Regions from separate parts of the Mus musculus genome. Here region 1 is linked to region 2. The links are chromatin contacts, called in public promoter capture Hi-C maps. All regions are on one chromosome and are shown on one strand. The core of a region is the stretch at or near the end of the contact, and the rest is flanking DNA. Distances in the headings are between cores, read along the strand shown. Region 1 holds the start of Fam193b (family with sequence similarity 193, member B). Region 2 holds the start of Cks2 (CDC28 protein kinase regulatory subunit 2).

Region 1 (6,719 bases), core at 94-2,593, 3.9 Mb after region 2:
TCCCCTGCTGCCCGATGCAGTGTCTGCAGAGCCAAACGCATCTTCCGCCACGCCTCGTCCTCATCCGGGCGCTGCATCCGACCCTCCAAGACTCCTGCAGGGGCCTGCCTTCCTTGGCAGGCTCAGCCAAAAAACCAACTCAAAACTCTTTTGTCAGAGCAAGCTTAGGGTGAGCCACCCAGCCCCGGGTGCCACAACCCTCCCTGAGCAACTGTGGCCCACGCCACCCCCGCCTCTCCTGTTTGCTCCTTTTTGCTCAAAAGAAAGTGACCTTCCAGGTGGCAAGCTGGAAGCTTCCGAGAATCCTCCCAAATACTCTTAGTCTCGCAGGATTCACCAAACTAGTGGACTGGCGGGGGTTGGAGGTGGGAGTGGGGGCTCCTTATGGGACAGGAGATAGGAGGAGAACAAGGGTTTCCTCTTTAGTGGAGTTATTCTAACAGTCTTTGGGGCCGCCAACTGTTCTGCTGGGTAGGGAAAGGAGAGAGGTCCCGGAAGGCAGATGCAGAGAGGTACAGCTGTTGAGGGTAGCGGCTGCAGACCGTGCAGGGGAAGGGATGAAGCTGCTGGGGGCGGGGGTGGAGGGGCGCACAGAGGCTGCAGCCTTGCAGGTTCCAGCGCCCTGAGATGATGGTCTTTTAGGGGCTAGGGGATAGGGGGGAATCAGGTGGCTCCAAAGGGAAGTGGAGGGCAGAGAACTAAGCGGTGGTCTCGGGACCTGAGCGAGTCCCAGAGAGCATAAATGGTCAGAAGATTTAGCTCCGGAGCAGGGCCTGAACGGGTAGCTTTACAAGGGTCGCAAGAGGGTTGGCTGAGCTTTGGCTTTGGAGAGGGGTCCAGCTTCCACTCCCGGCAAGCGGGTTGAAAGCATCTGCCCCGGACTTGGGATTTGGTCCCAGACCCACAGTATGGTCCATGCCCACTCCCGCCCCACTCCCGCTCCCGCTCTGGGGAGGTGTAAGCAGCCCGGCAGTCGGAGTCGTTTTGCTCGATCCTACCTGAGGGCCTGGAGCCAGCTTGGGCTCTTCTTCCTCTCGGGGACCGTCGCAATCCAGCTCGGCGGGCACCTCCGGGGGCCCTGCACCGGCTCCCGCTTCCAGGCTCGGCGGCGGCGGCTGCGGCTCGGGCGCCTGGGGCTTCTGCAGCCCCGCGGCCCGCGCCCGCTCCCGCCGGCCCGCGCCGCCGCTTGGCCTGCTCCGCCTCCGAGTCATGCTGCCTCTTGCGCCGCTCCCCCGCTCGCTGGCTCCTCTCGCGCCTCCGCCGCCGCCGCCGCCGCCGCCGCCGCCGCCGCCGCCGCCGCTCCCCTCACAGGACAACAGCCAATATGGCGGCGCCCGGCGCCCCTCCCCGCCTGCTGCCAACAGGTCAGAGGGCACACTCAGTCCGCGCCGCCGCAGTCGCCACGGAAGCCGCCAGCGCCATTTTTAATAAGGCCACCTCGCTGGGCTTCGCAGGAGACCAGCCCCGGGCGAGATCCTGTCCTAAGCACTAGTCCGAAAGGCTGCGATCGGCTGGAGAAACACATTGGGCTCTGTAATAGCGGGCCTAGGAGCTTAATTATCCATTAAATAATGAGTGAGTTACTAATCTTTTTGCTGCGAACTTTTCACGCTCATCTCTTGGCTCCTCCCTAAATCACTTGGAAACAGGTACGAATTATTCCCATTTTGCAATGGACAAGCACTGGCTGCAAAATGCCTACCATAGATTCCTAGATATCATCCCACCACACCTGTGGTCAGCCTGAGGCGAAAGAATAGGCAGGTCTTTACTTGTCGTTTACTGGGAGCCCCACGTTCTGTGCTCAGAACTGCAGGACCCAGACTCAGGTCGTTCTTGAGGCTGATGGGGAAGGGGGTCACTTAAATAGATAATAGGATCGGCGTGACAAGGATGAAATGATTAAAGCACATACTCTGGCAATGTTTTTTTTTTTTTTTAAGTGGTATGTGCGAGAGAGGTCTTTAACCCACAAAGCAAAATTAGAAATGTTTTAATAGCTCAGCATTTTAGTTGTTAATATGTCATCTCCACCCATTTTCTTCCCACAGGGGGAGAAAAATTCAGGCACATGGAACAAAAAAATATATGTATTTTTTTTTTAAGTTTCCAATGCTGTCTTATGCCTTGTCGAGTGAAACTGGAACTTTTTAGTAGTTACACGTGGAATTTATATTGATAACATCAATCAGAACAAAATCTGAAACTTTGACTACCAAGAAGTAAATCAATTTTTAAAAATTGCTCTATTTATCTTATTGTTTTAATAGGTATGTGTGTGTATGTGTGTGTGTCGGTGGGACTGGGTTAAACTTCTTTGGCCTAACTTGCTCCATCTTGAAGTCTGTCCTCCGTTTTGCATGGCCCCAATTCCAAGAAAAACCACAAATGTTCTAGAGTCTACCACTCAGGGAAGGGGAGGAACATCTGGCCTTTTCTCCAAGATCCTGAAACAGTTGCCACCCTTCTTTCCCTGGAATACCTAGGGGCCACCACAGACCAATCAGGAACCAGGACCTCTGGAAAGCCCCCTAACCACAACCAACCATGGTAAAGGTTGCCTAGACCCTCACCCTAATCTTCCACTTCATACCTGGTTGTGGTTTTCTGCTTTAAAAGGCCTGTGAGCCCACTTCTTGGGCTCATTGCTTCAGCTCCCGAGCCTAACTGCATCTCTAGTCCAGCTAGATCTCTTGGTGAGAGTTTCCCTTGGTGAATAAAAGCTGCTTTTGTTTGACTTTGGATTGTGGCGGCCTGTGCCTCATTATTTGTGTGACCTCAGGCCCAACATTTCTGTGTGTGTGTGTGTGTGTGTGTGTGTGTGTGTGTGTGTGTGTACGCGCGCGCGCGCATACGTGTACTTGTGTGTCAACTTGACACAAGCTGGAGTTATCACAGAGAAAGGAGCTTCAGGTGAGGAAATGCCTCCATGAGATCCAGCTGTAAGACATTTTCTCAATTAGTGATCTAGGGTGAAAGGGCCCACTGTGGGTGGTGCCATGCCAGGCCTGGTAGTTTTGGGTTCTATAAAAGAGCAAGCCAGTAAGCAGCACCCCTCCATGGCCTCTGCATCAGTTCCTGCTTCCTGACCTGCTTGAGTTCCAGTCCTGACATCCTTTGGTGAAAAACAGCAATGTGGAAGTATAAGTTGAATAAACCCTTTCCTCCCCAACTTGCTTCTTGGTCATGATGTTTTGTGTAGAAATAGAAACCCTGACTTTAATTTATTTTTAGGATTTATTTTATGTATATGAGTACATTGTAGCTGTCTTCAGACACACCAGAAGAGGGCATCGGATCCCATTACAGATGGTTATGAGCCATCATGTGGTTGCTGGGAATTGAACTCAGGACTTCTGGAAGAGCAGTCAGTGCTCTTAACTGCTGAGCCATCTCTCCAGCCAATGATTAATTTTTATTTTTTGGGTTTTGTTTTTGTTTTTTTTTTTTTGGTTTTTTGTTTTGATTTTTTTCAAGACAGGGTTTCTCTGTATAACCCTAGCTGTCCTGGAACTCACTTTGTAGACCAGGCTGGTCTTGAACTCAGAAATCTGCCTGCCTCTGCCTCCCGAGTGCTGGGATTAAAGGCGTGTGCCACCACGCCCAGCACGGCAATTCTTGATCAAAGCCAGCTATGGACCCTCAGTGTCTGGAAACAATGCTTGTGAGAGTCTAAATAAGACAAAGCATTAGAAACAGTTAGCAACAGTAATTTTACCTGATAGCTTCCATAACTGTTCTTATTATATATACCTTACTAATCTAAGAGAAAGTCCTTTTCTAGACTAAAAAGGGGCAATATTGAGGATGTTTTTGAGCACTGTGTATTTAAGTGATGAATTCTGTACCCAGAGATCCAAATGTAGTCCAGAATTGGTATTGGCATTATTATGAAGCATTTCCTGATTTGGTATTTTGTAAAACACTGCCCTCCATTATTTTCTGATTGGTCATTAAAGAACTGGACAGAAGAGAATAAGGCGGGACTTCCGTACCCTAAAAGAGGGAAGGTCTCAGTTGACCACATGAGGACTCAACATGAGGAATCAGATGGAGGAGGTGTCAGAGTCAGACCAACATGGTAGGTAATGCCATGTAGTGGGGAAGTTGTAGGGATAAGGTCATTGTGCACTGTGTATAAATATTCACCTGTCAATAGAAAAGCCTTTTGCCAGTTAGCTGAGGCAGAATTCAAAGGTAACACACCTGCATGGGAGAGAAAGAATTCTGGAAATGAATCAGGTACATGAGAGATTCACCCAAATTCTGAGGAGACAGACACATAAATCTGAGAAGCAGGTAAACAACCATGTGGCTCTAGAATAGAATAAACTGGACTATTGAGATATGAGCAAGTCAGGGAACCAAGTGAAAGTTATTGATCTATATAAAAGAAGTTTCAGAGTCATCGTTTCTGGGAACAAAGCTTGGGAAAAAACAAAAACAAAAACTCTTAAGGGTATATGGCGCCCAACATGGGGCATGGAATGCAAGCTTAGAAAAGTCCCAGGTGAGAGGCAGTGCAGTTATATTTGGCACTGGATGTCGGGAAAGTACTTACAAAAAATCTGAGACAGAAATCCAAACTTAAAGTTTGGATGAGAAGAGAAACGAGTGTGCTCAGGATACAGAGCAGTTTCTTAGTTCTGTTCCTTTAAGAGAGAAAAAAGTCGTAAGAGCAGCTGGTAAAAAAAAAAAAGAAAGAAAAAAACAACCAAAAAAACGGTTGCTTAGCAACACAGTTTCTCAGGAGGTCAGGTGTGGCTAGCTGCAGAGAGAAAAAAAAAAGACAGCGGAGGAAAAAACACAGAGAGGCTCATTTAAGAAGCCCCACTGGGGTTGGAGGGATGACTCAGCCAGTAAAAGCACAGACTGCTCTTCCAGAGGTCCTGAGTTCAATTCCCAGCAACCACATGGCCCACAACCATCTGTAATGGTATTTGAGTCCCTATAAAGACAGCTACAGTGTATATATATATATATATATATATATATATATAATCAATTAATTAAATGCTTGGGGGGAAAAACAGTTCTTCAACCCACAGATGGAGAGTGGGGTGGTCAAAGGGGTTGGGAGACAGCAACAGAGTCCTGAAATGTGAGCATGTGCTGGCCCTTTTCATGCCCACCTGACATATGCTGGGCTGAGGAGATGTCAAGATCAACTTCCCAGAGAGGGGAGCAGGGGTCAGGATCTAAGAAGACTCATATCCTGGTTACACATGGAAGTCATAAACGAGACAGAGACCAAGCCAATGACAGTGCAAGGTCTGAGCTAAAAGCGGAAGCCATAACACAGCCACAGAAGACATATGAACACAGCCAAACTTTGGGTCAAGTAAAATTGTGATTAAATGCTAAAAGCTCAGAATTACAGGAGGTGATTGAGAAGTCCAGGGAAGCATATTTGGGTTAGAATAAATCAGTATCTGCCCAGCTATAGTGCTCAGAAGTATATAATAAGTATACCAGGTCTCTGTGTCATTGTTTTGGGCAAAGGAGGGCATAGAAAAGTCCCTAACCCATTACACAGTACTTGCCTATTATCCTATGCAGGAAGCCCTTTGTGCTTTGTACCATGGAGGGAAGTGACAGAGCTTTTTGATAATTTGGTCCTGAGAAGAACTCCAGTTTCGTGTTGTTGAAACAGATTAGCAGGTCTTCTAGAACAGTGTGGTCCATGTAGACATCCTTTGCTGTCCCAAATGTTTCTGCTCTGCTGGAAGGTAAAACACAGAGAGCCCAAGAACCACATGGCTCTGAGATGGGACAGAGTCCCAAAGGAAAGGTATCATGAGACACAGGAGCTCAGGAACCATACTCTGAGAGTAAGCCTCCGCAGCAGAGGCATTGAAGCTCTCAAGAGAGGGGATCCCCAGCTGAGCTCAGGAGCCTCAGCCATCCTCCTCCTCTTCCTTGCTGCTTGCTTCTTCTCTTCATTGCTTCTTGGCTTCTTGCAATAAGAGAGTCACACCAGGCAGCAAATCTCATGAAAGAGATTTGTTGGGAGGGTCCAAGGTATGGAGGGTCAAATCCAAGGGTGGTTGCCCTTTGTTCCCGGGAACAAACAGCAGAAAATTAAACAAAGGGCGGGGCTTATATAGTACTTCTTAGGGGGCAGAGCTACTCAGAGTAGAGATTTCCAGGTTGAAGATTGGTGGGACTTCAAGTCCTGAGCTTGCGAAGCTCAGGGACTGGTGGGAATTCCTGTTCAGGGATTGGTGGACTCTCCTGCTCAAGGATTGATGGATTTTTGTGCAACGCTCTGTGGGGCTGCTTGGGGAGACTGGAGAGGAGGCGCTGATGCCATTGAGGACAGCTCCTATGTTGTAGGTTGAGACAGGAAAGAAGGTGTCACCACCATGGACAGCTCCTCACGACTACAGTAAGCTGAGGAGGGAAGGGTTCTGCTAACATAAATAGCTCTTGAGGGCAGCTTCAGCTGAAGGGAGAAAGGTGATGAACCACCGTGGACAGCTCAAACAATGGCTACAGACTAAGGGTCTGTCCTGGTGCTGTCATTTTGACAAGAGCCACCATATTTGTTTGTTTGTTTGTTTGTTTGTTTATTGTTTTTTTCGAGACAGGGTGTCCCTGTATATACCGGGCTGTCCTGGAACTCACTCTGTAGACCAGGCTGGTTTCGAACTCAGAAATCCATCTGCCCCTGCCTCCCAAGTTCTGGGATTAAAGGCATGTGCCACCACTGCCTGACT
Region 2 (7,228 bases), core at 3,540-6,039:
GCTACACTATATTGCTAGCATCTGTGTACATTACCCTGGCAAACTGTGCCCCCATTTGGCTAGCATTTGTTATTTTGACATTTTCTCATAGAAATGAAATGAGACTCAAGGTAGTTTTGGTTTGCCCACATTCATAGCAGGCCTTGCCCAGTTAACCCTCTGGGAAAACCCCTCACAGGCATACCCAATGTTCTTCCATGTTGATGCCCATGGTTTCTAACCGAGGCAAGTTGACTCCTGTGTTTCTCCACAAAGATCTCACTGTTGGGTTATAAACTACAGCAGTGTCGAAATCTTTTTCACATCACAGCACACAAGATGAGATCATTTTTGCACATGGCAACAACAGGCATCTTAATACTATTCCAGTTTTTAAAGTGGACATATGGAAGGCTTTCTGTGTTGGCCATGGGTCATTTGGAGCTTCTGTAAAGCTTTCCCTGGTGTTCTGACAGTGTTTACTATAAATCTGTTTTCTACCAAGCTCCTCCCTAGGCCGGGAAGATGGCTCGGCAGGAAAGAGTACTGGGAGTTAGTTGGTTAAGGTGGCAATAAAAAATAATTTTAGCCGGGCAGTGGTGGCGCACGGCTTTAATCCCAGCACTTGGGAGGCAGAGGCAGGCGGATCTGAGTTCGAGGCCAGCCTGGTCTACAGAGTGAGTTCCAGGACAGCCAGGGTTATACAGAGAAATCCTGTCTCAAAGAAAATAATAATAATAATAATAATAATAATAATAATTTTAGCTCCCTTTCCCATCTATATGCTTCACTTAGAAGAAGACTCTGGACAGATAACCAGGTAGATCCAGAGGTGTGATGAGATCGTAGCACGTCCCAAACTCTGGAACTTTTAGAGGGATTAGAAAAGATCATTTAAATAGTTGAGCTAAGCCAGGAGTGGTGACACAGACCTTTAATCACAGCTCTGGGGAGGCAGAGACAGGTGGGTCTAATCTACAGAGAGAGCTTCCAAACGCCACAGCTACATAGACCCAGTCTCAGCAAACCCAAACAAACAAACAACTGCTTTTGAGTTATATATTGATATAACACCAAAATAAATTATATCTTTAAGCAAGTTGGTCTGAATACTAAAAAAAAAAAAAAAAAAAAAAAAAAAAAAAAAAAAAAAAGAGGAAAAAGAGGAAAACCACCTCAATTCATTTTATGAGGACAATAGACCAGAGAAGAGGAACGCACAAAAAAGCAAGGGAGTCAGTGTGATGTTAGATGGCATGAATTTTTCTAAGTAAAATCCAATGTTCGTTTTTAAATTGCATCTTGTCAAGTATCTCAAGATCCTAGGACAGTTCTGTTTTTAGTTTTTAGTATTTTTAGTGACTATAAGCAAGTAACAAGTTTGATACACGGTTAAGAAAATACGATGTAGCCCTTCATTTTGTACAATTAATATTCCATACACTGAAAGGCAACAGTGAACTTAGTGACAATGAGCCAATCTAACACACACTAGTAAACAGAAGGTAAAAGAACTGTCAACCGTGCACAGAGAAAGAGCTTTAATTCCTTTTATTTATTTACATTTATCTATCGGGCGAGGTGCTTGTGTTCTGGCATGAGGGAAAGACAGGAGACAGCTTTGTAGGGGCATTTATCTCCTTTCACCGTTTGTGTCCTCTGGGCTGGACTCGGGTTACCAGAGTAGTGGCAAACACCTTAACCTACTGAGCCATCTTTCTAGCCTAAAAGTGTATGTGTGTGTGTGGTGTGAATGTGTGTTAGTGGTGTTCATACGGAAGCTGAAGGAGAAAGCTGAATGTCTTGCTCTACTATTCTTGGCCTTATTCCCTTTGAGACAGGATCTATGAACCTAGGACTAGACTGGAGGCAAACAAGCCTCAGCAATCGCCCTGCCTCCACTCCCCCACCCCACCCCCCCTTTATAACGCAGGGGTTACAGCCATGCATGGCCGCACCGGCTCTTTACATGAGTGTTGGATATTTGAACTCACAGGATTGGGCCATTGCTTCATTTCTCTCTGTTTGTACTGAATTCAAGGCAGCTGGCACTAATCAAAAGACGACTCTTCCCTATAGGTCTTCCAGATGAAAGCAAGCTTTCCCGGAGAAAGTCGAAGCTGTTACGCCTCCTAGGGACTAGTCTCAGATGTCACTTAGACTATTCTATTGGGTAAGGGCAGTAACACTTGCATGTAACTAACTCTTCAAGGGTGTGTTTTTGCTGCCTAGTTTGTAAATGTGTAACTTCCCTTTCAGGGATCTGTTACTGTGGCGGACATCAAGGACGCAGGTACACAGGATGAGGTTCCTGAGAGGGACTGAGGATACACTGTCTACACTGGCAAGTTGAACTTCCTGCTGTTGACAAAGCTAACAGAGAAACCTTAAGGGACTACTTCTAATGTTTCTTGATAAGAATTATGTTAACATCGGTCTCTATGGATACTCTTCCCAGTTAAACTTTCCCCTTCTTATAATTTCTGAGTAGTATTAATCAGTGCCTGGTAGGTAGACTTATTGAGTTTGAATTATATGTATGTGAATTTTATTATTTTTCTGCATCTATTAGAATACTTTTTGCTTTATAGTACTTACTTACTTACTTACTTTAATCCCAAGTGCTGGGATTAAAGGCGTGGGCCACCACTGCCCAGCCTCTCATTTGTTTCTTGAGAACACAATCTCACTTTGTTAACTTTAGCTGACTGGTACTATGTAACCCAGAGAGACCTTGAACTCTTAGCAATCCTTTTGTCTTAGCCTCCTGACCTATGGGATAAGAGAGTGAGCCAACATGCCTGGCAACTGTCTTTCAAAATACATCTGCTATAAAGATTTCCTTTTCCTTTCCCAGATTATTTATCTAGGAATAGAGACGACGACTACTTCTTCTTCTTCTTCTTTTTTTTTTTTTTTTTTTTTTTTTGGTTTTTTGAGACAGGGTTTCTCTGTGTAGCCCTGGCTGTCCTGGAACTCACTCTGTAGACCAGGCTGGTCTCAAACTCAAGCCTCTGCCTCCCAAGTGCTGGGATTAAAGACTCGCGCCACCACGGCTGGCTGGTATATTTTTTAAGAACCTCATTATTGAGTATCCACCATGCACAGGGACTCTACTGTGCTCTAGACATGGATAATAAACAAAGTAAGTATGCTCTCTACATTCACTGCATGGAGAATAAATAGTGCAGGGAAACAATGTGTAAGCCAATGTCCGTTCTGGTGAGCAGGAGATCTAAAGGATTCCCTATCAGTGGAGACTTGGAAAGCAGGGCACTTTCTCTAGATCAGCTGTTCTCAATCTACTAGACTCCCATGGGAGCTGAGTATCAGAGATTTACAATTCATAACAGTGGCAAAATTATAGTTATGAAGTAGCAACAAAATATTATAAAGTTAAGGATCACCACTTGCATCAAAGGGCTGCAGCATCAGGAAGGTTGAGAACCACTGCTTAGATAGTAATTAAAGATCTTTCAGAACAGAACTCATACCTCCATATTATTTGTGTTATAGAGTGTATGCTTACATCCTCCTATTTACATGTTGAAATTTTAATCCCACCTGTTGTCTCACGTGATAATATCGGTAGGCAATTAGCACCTTTATTATTTTAGTGCTAAAAATAACTTTAAAGTTGTGCAAGAAGTCAGACGATCTTGTGTTCTCTTTAACTGAGGGCCAAGTGAAGTCGGGAAACCTGTCGTTAAAAGATTGCAGGCACCTGATTACCCAACTCTATAAAAAAATAAAATTGTAGTTACATGCTGACTTCCGTTTTTATTATTTTAGACAGGATCACACTTTGCTATCCTACCATCTGTTAAAGATATTAGGCTGAAGCTGGACGGTGATGGGGCATCCACTTTTAATCCCAGCACTGGGGAGGCAGGGGCAGGAGGATCGCTGAGTTTGAGGCCAGCTTGGTGTACAGAGCGAGTTCCAGGATAGCCAGGGCTACACAGAGAAACTCTGTCTCAAAAACAAAACAAAACAAAACAAAACAAAAAACAGCCGGGCGGTGGTGGCGCACGCCTTTAATCCCAGCATTTGGGAGGCAGAGGCAAATGGATTTCTGAGTTCGAGGCCAGCCTGGTTTACAGAGTGAGTTCCAGGACAGCCAGAGCTACACAGGAAAAGCCAGTCTCCGAAAAAACAAAAACCAAACCAAACTAAAAAAAAAAAAGGAGGAGGGAGGGGTGTTGACCTGGCATTGGAGTACAGGGATTAAAGGTGTGGGCCAGTACGCCCAGCTGCCGTGGGTTACTTTGTTATCCTAACAGCCACACCAGAGCAATTCATCCACTGCAACAAATCGCAAAAATATTAAAAGAAAAATGACACCTGCTCATTGTAGAAAATGGTTGTTATATGTAACTTGCTGCACGAAACCACGACTTAACACCCTTTCAACTTCCTTTTACATGAGCACATCTTTTTAAGATGGGACTAGCTCGCAGCCAAGCGTAATTAGCGTTGCCATCAGGGGCAGCGGAGGGCACCTTACCCTCTGGAACGCTCCGCAGCTGGACTTCCCTGACCACAGAGACCGCCCCCCAGGCGTCTCGTGCCGCTCCGGCCCCCAGAGCCCCGGATACCTCATCTCGTGTCCGCCCACCACCCAACGGTTCTGCCCCCAGGCACGTTCTAAACCACTGCGCACGCGCTGCGAGGCACTTAACGACTCGGCTCCGCCCTTCTCAATATCTCTTGGGGTCGCCGGGCGCTCCTCGCTGAATCGTTAGCCAATCCTTACTCCCGCCCTCGCAATCTTGCAACAGGCTTCTGATTGGTTACCTGTCCTCGAGGTCTGCGCGGAGCGTGATTGGTTGGTGGCTTCGCCCAATCGGCGGAGGGCTGTCGGATTCAAATCCAGAGCGTTGGGCCTGCGGTCGTTGGCCTCATTCGAGTCGTTGCGTCGGCCCTAGGCGGACGTAGAGCCCCTTGCGCCCGGTTTCCTGATCCCGCTTACTCCTCTGCGCGCCGGCAGGATGGCCCACAAGCAGATCTACTACTCAGACAAGTACTTCGATGAGCACTACGAGTACCGGTGAGGAGCGCCTGCGGAGGAGGGCCGCGCTGGGAGGTCAGACCTGGTGGTCGGGACTCGGACCCCCTTAGAGGCCTCCGTCCGTCCGGGCAGCCTTGCTTTGTGTAGTGTTGCGGGGATCGCAGGAGATGGGGAGTCGTTAGATGGGTGGGCAGCGCCTAGTCTGGGAGTTCACGACCGCAAACCGCACTGGCCCGGACTGGCCGGGAGGGGAAGTCCCCGGAAACGCACCCGACGGGCATTATCGAGTGTCTGATGGGTAACGGCTCCAGACGCTGTAACACGGGGCGTTGTTAAAGGGCTTCAAGATCAAATTGAAAACTCGAGATTGCCTTCGGAAGGATTGGGGTGGTGGTGGCTACGTTACCTTCAACTGCTAGTCCATATTGGCCACGTTTGGGGCTTTTGAGGAAGTTTTGAGTTTTAAATCCTGAGATGCGCAGGAAGGTAGTACCTACGTTAATATAATTAGCAAATGGGATTGTGGAAAGTAAGGGAGGATTGTAGTTAACTTTATTGTATCCCTTATGACTTGGGGTGTGGTTTCAAAGGCCTTTCCGTCGCTGGGTTCTTCTGGGTTGGGATTAGAGCGTTGCATTCTGGGACACAGTCAAGGACTCCAGGTGGGTAAAACCTGTTCCTCCCTTGGGCAAATAGTGACCTTGTTTTCTGTTTGCTGCCCTTTTAGGTTAGTGTCCAGAATGCTGTTTGAGGGATGAGACACTTTTTAAAAGAGTGGCTTCACCGCCCCACCCCCCATTCTCTCAGTCCGCTAGTGTAGAAGTCTTCACAGCCAGAAAACTTTTTCCAGGCTGTTTGACGATGCACTAATGCTATAAACTTGAATGTTCTTAAGTAGGGAAGTCTCATGGGTTTTTTTTTTCCCCCTTACTAAAAAATTTAAATACATAACAGTCTTTACATAGTAATTACAAACTTCACAATGGTAACCATGTGATAATTGGCTTAATATTTGGTCGTTATAGTAACTCAGAACTTGGTTTGGAAATATCCAAAAATGACCGAAAGTAATTGTACTGTCTTTCTAAATTAGGCAAATAATTATTTGGATGGAAATGTTTAGCATATGGGTTTATATACATTTCTTTAGTTGTCAAAGTGAGATAGTTTTAGTTTCTAAACTTGGAGTATATAAGTTGTGCGTGTTTTGGGGAGCAACTGCTGGTCTGTCTTAAGTATTTTACTCCAATATAAAGTAGGAGCTAGTTTATTACCCACTGGAATCCAGAGGTCAAAAAAAGTGTTTTATTTTGAAACATGAAGTGTTTAAGCTTGCTGTTCTGCCTTAGCAGTTGCTGAGATGGTGGGTGTGTTGCCACACTAGCTTGAGCTTAACTGACCAACCTTTACAAAAGAATTAGAGAGGTGCTCTTGACAGGGACTGTGTACTGGTGATATGACACAGAGGTGTGAGTCTAGGGTGTTTTGTTTATAGTAGAACTATGTGTGTTGGATAAAGTTCAAAACTTAGTGATTTTGTGAAGGGGTGATTACTAGGAACAGAGTAGACTGCTCCTCAAATATCATGGGAGTCCTTTTGGGCATTTTTGAGGGAGTCTCCATAACCCAGGGTGTCCTGGAACTCCATGTAGACAGCTCTAGCTGCATCTGCCTTACTAGTCCGGGGAGGGACCTGTGTGTCATCAGGCCCAGCCTGTCCTTACAGAAATAAAATGGAGGATTTCTTTGCACTTGAGTCATATATTGCACTTTTTGTATTCCAACAAAAACTGGGTTCTGAGAATAGTTTTCCTGGTACATGATCAGTAGTAATATACAAATAAAATCATGTACATTATAAATGACCCCATATGAAGTGCAGCCTCTTGACATGACTTATCAGGTAGGAGATACTTGAGGCTCCTTGTATCTGAATGCCTTGTAGAGACAGTACTGTTTGTGAAAGCTAATTGACAAGCATAATGTCTGTCACTTAAGGCATATCAGTGGCCGGGCGGTAGTGGTGGTGCACGCCTTTAATCCCAGCACTTGGGAGGCAGGGGTAGGCAGATTTCTGAGTTCAAGGCCACCCTGATCCCAGAGTGAGTTCCAGGACAGCCAGGACTATACAGAGAAACCCTGTCTCAAAAAAAAAAAAAAAAAAAAACGGGGAAAAAAACCCCAGAAACAACAACAAAGACTGATATCAGTGGAAAGATAAGGTCATGGGTTATTTTG

What was found. Promoter capture Hi-C pulls out the DNA fragments that hold promoters and counts their contacts.
Region 1: a contact with region 2 is called in a promoter capture Hi-C map of pre-B cells, with 3 times the contacts expected there. The contact joins the promoter of Fam193b here to the promoter of Cks2 in region 2. A contact is called at or near these places in 3 of 39 promoter capture datasets (liver and pre-B cells).

Annotation. Positions count from the first base shown.
Region 1 is chr13:55,569,777-55,576,495 of GRCm38.p6, forward strand. It overlaps Fam193b (family with sequence similarity 193, member B), which reads right to left and starts at 1,344. Exons shown (of 11, transcript NM_145382.4): 1 at 1-1,344. Gm31364 (a long non-coding RNA gene) reads left to right here and starts at 1,320. Exons shown (of 2, transcript XR_873486.2): 1 at 1,320-1,649; 2 at 3,960-4,699.
Region 2 is chr13:51,640,443-51,647,670 of GRCm38.p6, forward strand. Cks2 (CDC28 protein kinase regulatory subunit 2) reads left to right here and starts at 4,790. Exons shown (of 3, transcript NM_025415.3): 1 at 4,790-5,029. The coding sequence starts at 4,971. It overlaps Gm52049 (a long non-coding RNA gene), which reads left to right. Exons shown (of 3, transcript XR_003950639.1): 2 at 2,059-2,152; 3 at 2,239-2,875.